Linked DNA regions of Sus scrofa: region 1 is linked to region 2. The links are chromatin contacts, called in public Hi-C maps. All regions are on one chromosome and are shown on one strand. The core of a region is the stretch at or near the end of the contact, and the rest is flanking DNA. Distances in the headings are between cores, read along the strand shown.

Region 1 (6,250 bases), core at 184-2,683, 160 kb after region 2:
TCCAAACTACTGTTTTAGGACCTCCCTACTATTATTTCATCTGCCACCTTAACCCATCATTGCTTTGCTTTGTGTCAAGGGGAAAAAAAAAAAGAAAGAAATTAGTTTACGAAGTACTTGTGCAGCAAGGCCTTCTTATTTTACAAACACACATCACTGCTCACCAACAGTCTCAGAGGTCCCTGTCTTCCATCTTGCAAAGGTGTCATCAGTTCAGTTGTCTGAAGGTTTTCATTTCTTCATCTCCTGCCTCTACCCTGGTTCAGGCTTTCCATCGACTTTTCTTTGCTTCCTGCTCAGTATCTGCGAAATCTGTGTACTGACCTGAATCTTCAGGGAAGCACAGACGATTTTTTTTTTTTTTTTTTTGGTCTTTTTGCTATTTCTTTGGGCCGCTCCTGCAGCATATGCAGGTTCCCAGGCTAGGGGTCGAATCGGAGCTGTAGTCCCCGGCCTACCAGAGCCACAGCAACGCAGGATCCGAGCCGTGTCTGCAACCTACACCACAGCTCACGGCAACGCTGGATCGTTAACCCACTGAGCAAGGGCAGGGACCGAACCTTCAATCTCATGGTTCCTAGTCGGATTCGTTAACCACTGCGCCACGACGGGAACTCCGATTTTTCTACTTATCTTGGCCTCACATGTATTTGGCACTTCAGAGCTAATGAAGGCTTTTATACGGATTCCTTATTTGAGCATCAAAACTCGGTTTTTATTAATTAGAGTAGTTATTCATTCAACAAATATTTATTGATCACCTATCATATGCCAAGCACTGTTCTAGACACTGGAGATAGAGCAGGGAATAGAAAAAAAAATTCCAACATTTCTGAAATTTTCCTTTTAGCGGGGGATACAGATCTTAAGTAAAGGCGGTGGGACTGATCGTGAAGAGCGCCAAGTAAGTGAACGGAGGAATTTTGGCTTTTACTTTGAGTAAAATGGAAAACCACCGGAGGGCTTGGGCAGTTTAATTTTCCATTTTACAGATTAGGAAAATAAGTGAATGCTCCTTAGTAGGTGCGCCAAGCATGCTTTGTACAACTCTGTGGAGGAAGTGCAAAAATTTAACGGTTGTTTTGGGGTGGGCCCCTAGCCCCGAAATTCCAGGGAGGGCAGGAATGAAGAAGGACAAGACATATGAAGATTAATCCAAAAGGAAGCAAACCGTTTAAACCGAAATACAATTTAACACAAACATGCGCAAAGAGATACAACAAGGGGCAACCGGGGCTCTGTTCAGACGCTTGTCACGGAAAAGGAAGCGAATCTCGAGGGAAATTGTGCCCTAAGCCGGTTATGTTGCCAGGAGAGGTCGGGAAAACCGTCCCCGCCCTGATCTTGGCCCGCCCAGAGCGTGACCACGCCTCTGGCCACGCCCATCCTGAGGCTCGCCTCTCGGGTTGGCCGCCGCGGAGGCGGTGGCCACGGTGCCCGGAAGTGCAGCTGACGTGTCCCGGCCGCGCTCGGAATTGTGGGCGACTCGGCTAATGGCGTCGGCGAGTCTCGGGGCTCTTAGGAGCCGGCGCTGAAGCTTCTCGCCAGGTTGGCTGGTGACAACCCGTGTGGCCAGTCCTGCGTCAGCGAGAGGGACCTGCCCGCCTTGTGGGCTCCTCGGCCGGAGCTGGCGGAGACTCACGGGGCAGGGCGACTGCGGGGGCCCCTCGGGTAAGAGCCGGAGGAGTTGCGACGAGGCTGCGGGGGGCGCTCGGCTCGCAGCCCAGGCCCCGTCGAGCCCCGTTGGAGCCCAAGAGGTGGACTGCCCCAGGGCCGGAGGTGCCTGGACGGAGCTGCCTGTGGTTCCAAAGAGCTGACGGTGTCGGAGTTGGTTTGCGCCTTTCAGAAATTGGCACGGAGCTTGGTGGATCATGTCGGGCACTAACAGCCCCGAAGCAGTTAAGAAGCTGCTGGAGAATATGCAGAGCGACTTACGGGCCTTGTCCCTGGAATGCAAGAAGAAATTCCCACCTGTCAAGGAGGTAAGCTTCAGGCGACGACGGAGCAGGCACGGTGAGCATACCCGGTCCTGTTAGACCCAGCCCTTCACTCCTGTCCTCCAGTCCTGTGTAATTCTCATTTGGCCCTCACCTTTCCAGATTTTCGAGCGGGTGGGTTATTTCACAAGCGTTTTCAGAGTTTTCTTTGGCGAGCTCTGAGGTGCTTTGATTTTCTCTGCTGCCCTAGCCACCAGATTTAGGAATGAAGTTCGCAGAGTGAGCCAGTTCAGAGAATTCAGCTAGGTGGATGGTACCCTCCCCTTTTCTGGCTTTTTTCGACTCGAAACTGGCCAAGCCAGGATTGATACTCTTATGCTTGTGGCTTCCAAAAACTAATAACCATAGTTGTGGTACAGTCTCTGCCCCTCACGTTTATAGTATGTATCACTCAATCGGAAGTAGCTTTCCTTCTTGTCGTGTGTCATGCAGCTTGAACTCTGTATCTGTATCATGAAGTATTTATAAATTATACAGAGACACTTAGGACAAATATTGAAGAGTCACAGTAACCAAGTTAAGCCATGTTATGAGCAGTATACTACTGGGAAGAATAGGCTTAGAGTCAAATAGAATACACCTGAATTTAAGTGCTGTCAATACGGCAACACAGCTTAACCTCTTTGAGCTCCAGTTTTCTTTCAGGTGTAAAATAGAGTTAAAGGCTGGATTTATTAGATTATGATGAGAAGATAATTAGAGCAGAAAAGCATATTATCAAAGAGGCCCAAGTTAATAATATATACGAATTAAATTCTCCAAATATTTCCTGAATTGCAGTGGTTAGCATTAGTCACTCTTGGCTTTTTCTCCTAGATGCCATTTTATTTCTCTTAAACTTCAAAAACGCTGCTTAGTTTCTTTTCTCATTTCTAAAATAAGATATTTCAGTGACATTTTTTTAAGAACAATTATTTTATTTTTATTCCTATTTGATGTAGTTTGTGGTACCTGCAGTTTCTTTTACTTTTTGCTCTAAAAGTTGACCAAGGAATTTTGAAATATTTTCTTATTAAATATTTTGCCTCTATTATTATAAAGATTGTGTGATTAGAACTTACACAATAAAATTTGGATTTTAGGCTTCTAAGGAACCTTAATTTTTCCGTAAGTGCTTGGTCTTAGCAGTTTTCCACGGACTCCATCTAATATTTTTTTTTTAGTAGTGTAAGCAAATATTACCCAGTGTTGAAACCGGATGTGCCACTTTTGGAAAGATGACTATTTTGATGTTTTATTTCAATAGTTTATTATGATGTTTTACTTCAATAGTTTATTTAATAGTTTGCTTTGATACTGATTTTCATTATTTTCTCTAAGATGGAAGTTATAACAAGGAATTTTAAGGAATTTGGTTATTTGGCTGTTTTAAAATTTTAAAGAAATAGTCTGGCTGTTTTAAATATAAGAAAATGCTCTCTCATTTAGAAAATGTCAAATCCTATTTGTAATTTTAATAATAATTTATAGAACTATTCCCAGTTCTTGTAATCCATATAAAAACAATGATTTCTCTATATTACAGCCTTTGTGGGCTAGCTTGGGAATTTAATTGCTGTTTATTATTTGTATGGAAAATGCATTCCAAGTTAACTGACAAAATTCTAAAACTCAATCCATTTCTAATCTAGAAACTTTAATAAAGCTTGTTAGTTTTTTACATGAACCTTGGCTAAACAAATATTTAATAACTGCATCTATCTTTGAGGTTATGGCAAAGTAATTTTTGGTGTGATTATCTCTGATAGATAATTATGTGTACAGTACACTCTCCATGAGAATTTGTTGGATGTAAGAACTTTGACTCCTTAACCAATGGTACTTCTTATATGTTAGGGCGCTCCTTTAGAAATTGAAAAATAACCTTGACTGTCATAAATTTAAAGCAAGAGTGAAGTAATTGCCTAATAGTGATGGTTTTTTAGGAGGGAAGCGTGACTTTAAAGAAATATTTTGGTTGGATTAAGTTTTCCCTGGTAATTTGATAGCAATTCTATATTTTGGGTTTTATTCTTAAAAGAATTGGTAAATTTTGTTTTATTTATTTATTATTGGGGGGGTGGTAGATACTAAGGCAAAGCCTTTTAAGTATAAGAAGCTTTTCCATCTGTATTTTAGTTTGCTAGTTAGCACTCTCCCAGTATCTTTATAAATATCATCTGAGAAATACTCATTCTGAATTACTGAGATGCCTACTCAAGAACTTAATATACTGCAATGCTAACTGCGTATGTGCTTTGGAAGTGTTGTCTCCTTCTCCTTTACTTTTTCAACAAGAGAGAATGAAGTGAGACATTCTGTGTTTAGTCTTTAAGTTTTAATAATTTCTATCTTTTTGGCCATAGTGCTAGACTCTTAACTTTATTCTTAATGAATGATAAGCTGGATTTATAAAGATTTCAAATCTATTAGAAAAACAGAAGAATATTGATAACAGATAATGCTTTACTGATGTTTATTATCTTTGGATTTTCTACATAGTTTTCTTTATGTTAATTGTTTTCATTTGCAAAACAGTTTGTATATTAAATTATTTTTATAGTGGCTTCAATTCTATTCTGTCATTTTATAATGAAGGTAGTAATTAAATAATAATAACAGCAATACATTCCTTCCTCTTTTTCCCCCATTCTTGTTTTCCTTAAATATAAATCTTCATGTTTCAGCGGTGTAACTTTTTTTTTTTTTTCCCAGCACAAGTGCACTAGCTAATTTATTCTGGAATAGTTATTCGAAAACTTTTTTCTTTATCTTAAAAATTATATTAAAGCTTTGTAATATCTCTTCTATGTAACTGGTATTCATTTAGTGGCCTTCAGAGGCAGTAACCTCTGAGGTTTTATGTTTATATATTTATCAAAGAAAGCCTTTTTGGTCATTTCTGTTTGCAGGCAGTACTTTGTAGGAACAAATGAAGGGCATCTAATTGAGCCTAGACGTGTCATCAAAGAGAGTTATTAATTCTTGAGCTGAGTCTTTATGAGTAGAAGCTAGTCAGCAGAAGAAGGGAGGTCATTCTAGGCAGAGGAAGTAGCACATGTTTGTATTCCAAGTAAAATAAATTTCAGGCTGAAAGTGATTGGGAACTGTTAAGGATTTTTAAGAGGAAGTAATATGATCAAATTGATATTTAGTAATATTGCCATAATAGTACTGGTGGGAGGAATTAGCAGGAATTGAGATTGAGGCAAAAAGAGCGTATTTTATAAAGAAATGGTTGTCCGCATTGAGGTAGCAGTGGAGGTAGACAGAGTTGCTAGTATGGTAGTAGACATGGGTGAAAGAGAGAGTATAGAGAGGTTTAGCAGGTAAAATAACCAGGACATAGTGACCTTTCTTATAATCTATAAAGGGAAATCTGTGATGCCTCCAGGTTTCTGGCTTGGGAAACCAGGTAAATCACCAGAGGAGGAAATGTTTTGGGGGAAAATGAGTAGTCGTGAATATTGTTTGAGATATGTGTGTGACATCCAAGTGGAACTGCCCTATACGTGTTTGAAAGTGATGGTTTGGTACTTAACAGGGAGGTTTAGAATTTCAGATTTAAAAGTATCAGTTATACATGTTAGTAGAAACCATACAAGTAGATAAAATATACCAAGAAAAGTGTGTAGAATGAGAACATCAGGGCTGAATGAGGAACATTGGGAAATAATAGCATTAAAGGGGAAGAGACTAAGGTTAAGGATATGGAAGAGAAAGGAAATACATGACTAGAACAAGGTCTCTGAGAAAGCTGGAGTTTCAAGGGCCTAAGTGTATGACCTGGCTTTCTATCTGAGAAGGGACACATCATCTTCTGATTGAGGAAGGGAAAAAGAAAAAATGGATTTGAATGTGATAAATTTGAATGAGGGGCATATTGGAGGGATAGGAAGTTGTGGAAAATTTGGCTTTATGGCTTCTGTTTTCTTGTTAAGATAGGAAACAAGCTTGTTGCTAGGAGTAATTAGCGATGAAAGAAGTGATGGGTGGAAAGTTTGAGGGGAACAGTGGATCACTTTGGAGAAGTGGAGGAGTGATTCTGCCAACAATCTTAGCAGGAAAAGTGGTTGAAATGTTGATGGATCCTGAGATCTAGGTTGGCTTCCCAAAGAAGGGGATCCAAGACAACTTTGATTGATTGAAAGTAAGGTTAAGAGACTAATAGCAGATTAATTGAATTGGACCAATTTAATCCAAGAGCAGTGGAGTTAACGTGAGAGAGCTAGAAGGAAAGGGACTAGGACTAAAGTGGGGCTGTTGGATTTCAT
Region 2 (5,819 bases), core at 815-3,314:
TAAAATATTTAATGGTATATACAGCTTTCTTCTCTATAAGTTTTAGTTGCCTAACATACACAATTTTAATATAATGCTAATTTTTAAAGAAAAATTGAAATGTAATAGATAATACTAAATTGTAAATATGAAAGCCATACAAAATGGGATAAAGTATAGAATAAATTTCAAAAGAAAAAAAAAGACCATCAAGCTTAGTAGAAAAATAAAAACCCACCCAACTCCTAGATTGTGGAGCTAGAATGCTTGGTTTCAAATGTGGGTTCCGCCACTTGCTTCAATTCCTCATCTACAGAATGGGAATAATAATAATACCTACCTCATAGAGTTGTGAGGATCAAAATAATACTTTAAAGTGTTTAGAATCTGATTTAGCACTTTATAAGTGCTCGTTAAATAAAATATTGTGACTGTTATTTCTTTCTTGACTCTGAAAGCAACTAGTTAGGTCTACAAAATGACCTCATCAATCTGACATATAATTCAAATTGACATTGAACTTTTATACATCTTATCCTTTTACCTCATTACCTTGAACACGGTGCAAATGAAGAAGAGGTTATTTTATTTTGTTTCATGGATACAGATTTCGACATATTACCAATGCACTTTGAAAGGGAACTGAACAGCATGAGTGTGCCTGAGGTATCAGTCCTCAATTATATTTATAAACAATAGAGTATGTTTACCTTCAAAGTAACTTCTTCCAACAGTTTTATTGAGATATAATTTACACACCATTACAATTCATCCTGCCAACAGTGAAAAAGATTAGTTGTTTATTGATTGGTTATTATGTTCCAGGAATAGACACCATTGTCTTGCTTAATCTGCAGAAAAATTCTTTAACATAAGTATTACCTAATGACTAAACTATAAGTTAAATGCTTTGCAACTAGAGGTTGAAGTGAAGTTTTGAACATGAAGTCACTATTCTTCCCATACCATGCTGCCTCTCTTAGGAAAATACTACGCTCTCTTTCAGAGGTTGAGTGGGAAAGAAGGGAGGTGTGACCCTTTGATGATACTCATAGTTAAACAAATTATGTTTATTTTAACCTGTCAAAAGAAAAGTCAAATAGTACAAGCAATACAGTACCTGGAAGCTGTTTCAGAATTTCAAATCAAGGATAACACGAAAGTGCAAAATAGTATTATTTTAAAGGAAATAAGCAATCATAATGTTGCTATATGCAAATTATAATGCCAATATACATTACCGTAACTTGGAAGGGGTCAGCACTTCTTACTAGCATATTGCACCCATTTACTGCATTCCCACCAAATGAGTTATGGTAGAGGTCGAAAATAAGTAAAAAAAGAGAGATTATGTAGGAATTCTTATTCATCTTTAGCCTTTTCACATCACGTTATCTTAAAGTCAAATCTCTGGACATCTTCATGCTTGGAACTACTTAAGCAGTTTGCCACAATTCATTAATTAAACACATATTTAGGTAGTTCTTATGTGTTAGGCAGCATTGTGCTAGGCACCAGTTGTAAAAGGTTAAAAAAAAAAAAAAAAGCTAGCATAACCCAGTTTACCTTTTAGTTCAAGCTTTCATAAGGAGAAGTAATGGGTGTATTATAGTGAATAGACAGCCGACGGGTTGGGTATAAACTTGCCTGTCCACTTACGGCATGACCTTAGCATTTGATTTCTGAGACTCGATTTCCCCATTTATAAAGTAATTGGCGTCAAATAATAGGTATTATCTAGCTTCAGGTGTATACATTATGGGAAGATAAGAATATATGACTTCATAACATTGAGGAGAGTTTCTCGCCCATCTTTTCTCCCTTTAGTACCCGGCATTATTCGATATATATTTCACACCCTGTTCACTGAGGAACTGGAACATGTTTTTCATTGCAGCTTAGCTGCCAGGGTGTGCCTGGGGAGGCGTCACAAAGAGCCTATAAAAGGTCTCCACCTACAGCAATAGTAGAAGCGCAAGGAAGAGCCCAGAAAGAGCACTGCGGCTAAGCGTTCGGTTTCGGATTGTTCTCCATTTGGTCCAAAATTCATTGAGTTTAGGTTCTGCGACTCGCAACGAAAGACTCGAGTCACGGAGTTGCTGAAATCCTCTGCCATATTTTAGTCGTCCCCACGCCCCCCGCCTCGCCCCACCCTCAAGCGTGAGTGAATGCGCAAATAAGGGTTTTCAGGCGTCTGTGGGAAAGAGGGAGGGGAAGGCAGAAGTCGAGGATGGATCGGGCGGTAGCACCGCTCAAGCGAGAGAGGACCGAGGCCCTAGAGAGGAGACTTAAAACCAGGCGGTCCCCGGCCGGAGGAGGCCGAGGCGAGCTGCTGGACGGCGGGGGCCGATGGGGAGCAGCAGACCATGGCAATGCACTCACTCCGCCCGGAGCCAACTCTTGTCTGCAGGCGCACCCCCCCACCCTTACGTCTCTTTTGGTTTCGACCTGCTGACTGGGAGGGGCCGCGGGACGCCATTCCCACAATGCTCTGGAGCGTGCCGCCGCTGTCGCTGCCGCCTCCGCTACCGCTAGTGGAAGAAGATGGCGGAAGGCGGAGCGGCAGATCTGGACATCCAGCGGTCTGACATCGCGACGCTGCTCAAAACCTCCCTCCGGAAAGGAGACACCTGGTAAGGGAAAGCGACTGAGATGGCTGTGGTTGCCCGAGGGTGGTGGAGAACTGGGCGGGAACTGCGGGCTGGTGTCTTTCGCTGGTGACAGGTGCGGGCAGGTCCGGCGGCGGCCGCCTTCGGGCAGCAGGATTTTGGCCGCTCCGGAAAGATTGGGGCAAAGATCGGACCTGAAATGAGGGCCGGGGTTCGTGGCTCGTCGGGGCATGCTGGGAGCCTTGCGGGGAGCGGCGGCGGCGGCTCGTGCAGTTCTCTTCGTCCTTTTTCCTCTGGTAGTGCCGCTCCCACCTCAGGCCTTCCCAAAGGATAGGTTACAGTCGTTGGGTGCGAGTCTCTTAATGTTTGACAGGTCTTGGTCCCACGGTGGATCGCGATCTCACCCTCTTTACTTCTTTAGTCATTTCCTTTCCCGGCATTGTCGACATCCAAGTTCCCTGTTCTGATTCTCGTATTCTTCCGGGAGGCCGACTGCAGGATGTCTGCGGTTCGTACTGCACAGGTGGCATGTGTCAGGGCGCCACTTAAGAGAGAGGAACCTTAGTTTCTGGTTCCTTGTCAAAAGGAGGGAGAGGAGTCGGGAACCTTAGGCTTCTGAGTGATAGATACCACGTGGTCCTGTGCTTTAGTGGAGGCTGGATAGACTCCGGCAGCGTTTCTTTTAGAAGTGCAGCCTTTCCCTCCGGTTTGAAGGATAACATAGGCCTGCAAAATGTAGATAAGTCTACTTGAGGCTTAAGTCACTTGCTAACATTCAAACTTATGAAATACGAAATGCTACAGTTTGAAATACTGAACGAAGTATTTGGTGATTTTAATGTTTGTGGGCCATATCAAGTGATATCCAGAATAACTTCAGTTATGTGAATATGTAACACAAATGCTGTGTTTTATTAGGAAGGCTAATGTACTGCTTTATTACAATAAAAATTTTCACTTCCCATCTTCACCGTAACAGTGGCATATAATTTGCGGAGTGTTTTTTCGTTTACTCAATATTGCTTAGTGGAAGGAGCCTAAGATTTAGACCCGCGTTAGGTTACCTTTCCACCACTTAACTTGCAGTATGACTTTGAGGAAGGTTAATTTAAACCATTGCACCTTCGTATCTTCATCTATGAAGTGGACAAGAATAATTTCATTATAGGAGTTTACTTGACTTCAGTGAAATGTTCTAAAAGATTTTCTGTTTATGAGAAATTAAATCTTAGTTATCTTATCACTGTCATTTCTGATAAAATGCCAAGGTATTAGGATCATTTTCAAGTAAGCTAAATAGATGGCAGACATGGGACTTGAATTTTAATACTTTGATGTAAGTCTTGGTACTTTTATCCTACTTTGTTAGGCTGCATACTATGTTTATATGATCCCTGAGGGTGTAAATATATTTTTGTTGCATTACAGAAAAAAAAAAATCAGACTTAAAAATCATTGTTGTGCATATTGGAGTGTTCTTCCAATGTGTGCCTCCAGGCGTTTATTACTGTGGGGAAATTGGACTTTTCCTAGGACATTTATGTTTGCCTTGCCCTATGGATCCTTACAGATGAAATGAATGCTTGCTTCTTATTGTTTGTTAAAGGGCACTTTAGGGAGTTCCCTGGTGATCTAGTGATTAGGACTTGGCACTTGCACTGTTGCAGCCCAGGGTCCAATCCCTGATCTGGGAATCCCACTGAATGCTGAAAAAAAAAAAAAAAAGAACTTAAAAAATTTCAGATTCTTAATTTACTTTGCCTGTTACCACCTCATAAAAAGATAAATGTAGATTTCCACAAAATAGAAATCTAAAATTTAGAGATACTTATTTGGATATTACTTATGTTTATTGGGTTTAATGTTGTGTTGACATTAAATGTTGTATTAACATTGGTATACTGTGTAATAATTGGTGGTGTTGACACTGCAGGATGTTAGGAGTACTATGTGTATTATGAACATTAAACTTTAAAATTCAGCATTTTTGTTTTTTGCCAAAGTTACTGTAAATCATTTTAAAGATCTCTTTAAAAGAGCAAATACAAGAAGTCTATACATTTGAGTCATTTCAGTGCTTTCATTTGAAAGAAAAGGAAACTGAAAACCAGATATTTAGGTAACAGCAGAATGTGCAAATGTTGATCCTCACAATTAATTTCCCCTCTTATTTAAAGGAAAAAATGAATAAACAAGATGATACTGGGATGCTGCAGAAACTAGTTTGGTTTATATATGAGCCAGTTACTTGGAGGTGAAACCTGCCCAAAAAGGAATTATCAGAAGTTTGATTCAGAGTTTAAGAAGAGTAATTTGATAAGCACAAATTTGATAATGTATCCATGAGTACAGAACTGGTAAAGATGCTTAATAAATTAGTTGTAACTTGGGCTCATGTTTTTTGAACTCATTAAAACTTGTTAAAAACTTCTTTCTGTTTTTAATGTCTTTTTAAAAAATCATTGGATTAGTCATTTGGGGGTATTTGAACAAATCCTGTGTGCTACTCTTGAAACCAGCCATATGCAAATGGAACATTGTTTTAATATCTGTATATAACCATCTTGGAAAGACTGATTAGACTATTGAGGAAAAAATGGTAGGTTTACCACGAGTTTATTCTTGAAATTTTAATACTCATATTTGATGTTATAGTCAAATGTATTCAAATGAATGAATTTTCTTAATTAGGTTGTGAGCACTTCGCCGATAAGGGCTACCTCTTAGTACTCTAGAAATTAATGCTAACACCTGGTAAAGGATAATGATTTGATTCTGTGTGAATAACAGAATTTCTCTTTATCTGTAAATAGTGAATGATTTTTATCTGCAAACTGACTGTCTAAGATGAAAATAAGTTAACACATGTCTCCGATGAGGAGAAACAAACCTTATATTTGGTAGTAGGCTTCATGGTGACAGAAAGTCCAAATTGATGCAAGAGAGTTATACTTGTTAAAAAGATTAGGTGTAAAAGTAACACTGATCTGCATCAGGAGTAAAGCAGTGGTCTTATAATGCTGTATCTTGATCTGTGTTTCAACTCCAAGGAGAGATTCAGAAAACCATGAACAGACTGTTAAAATGTAGGACCCGTAGAAAAAGGATAAAGGAACTAGAGATGTTTAGCTTAGAATGAATAAAAGATAATTTTCAGATACGTGGTAATTTCTCCTAAGATAAAAGGGAAATTTGCTTAAAGTACATTGCATGTAAGTGTATTAGGGATGG

The links. A called contact is a pair of places that touch in the nucleus more often than the background predicts.
Region 1: a Hi-C map of skeletal muscle shows a contact between it and region 2, with 6 times the contacts expected there. The contact joins the promoter of MON2 here to the promoter of USP15 in region 2. A contact is called at or near these places in 3 of 47 Hi-C or Micro-C datasets (heart right ventricle, liver and skeletal muscle) and 1 of 2 datasets of contacts at active chromatin or transcription factors (alveolar macrophages).

The regions. Positions count from the first base shown.
Region 1 is chr5:27,124,665-27,130,914 of Sscrofa11.1, forward strand. It overlaps MON2 (protein MON2 homolog), which reads left to right and starts at 1,434. Exons shown (of 33, transcript XM_021091933.1): 1 at 1,434-1,982. The coding sequence starts at 1,952.
Region 2 is chr5:26,962,316-26,968,134 of Sscrofa11.1, forward strand. It overlaps USP15 (ubiquitin carboxyl-terminal hydrolase 15), which reads left to right and starts at 2,065. Exons shown (of 21, transcript XM_003126341.6): 1 at 2,065-2,612. The coding sequence starts at 2,524.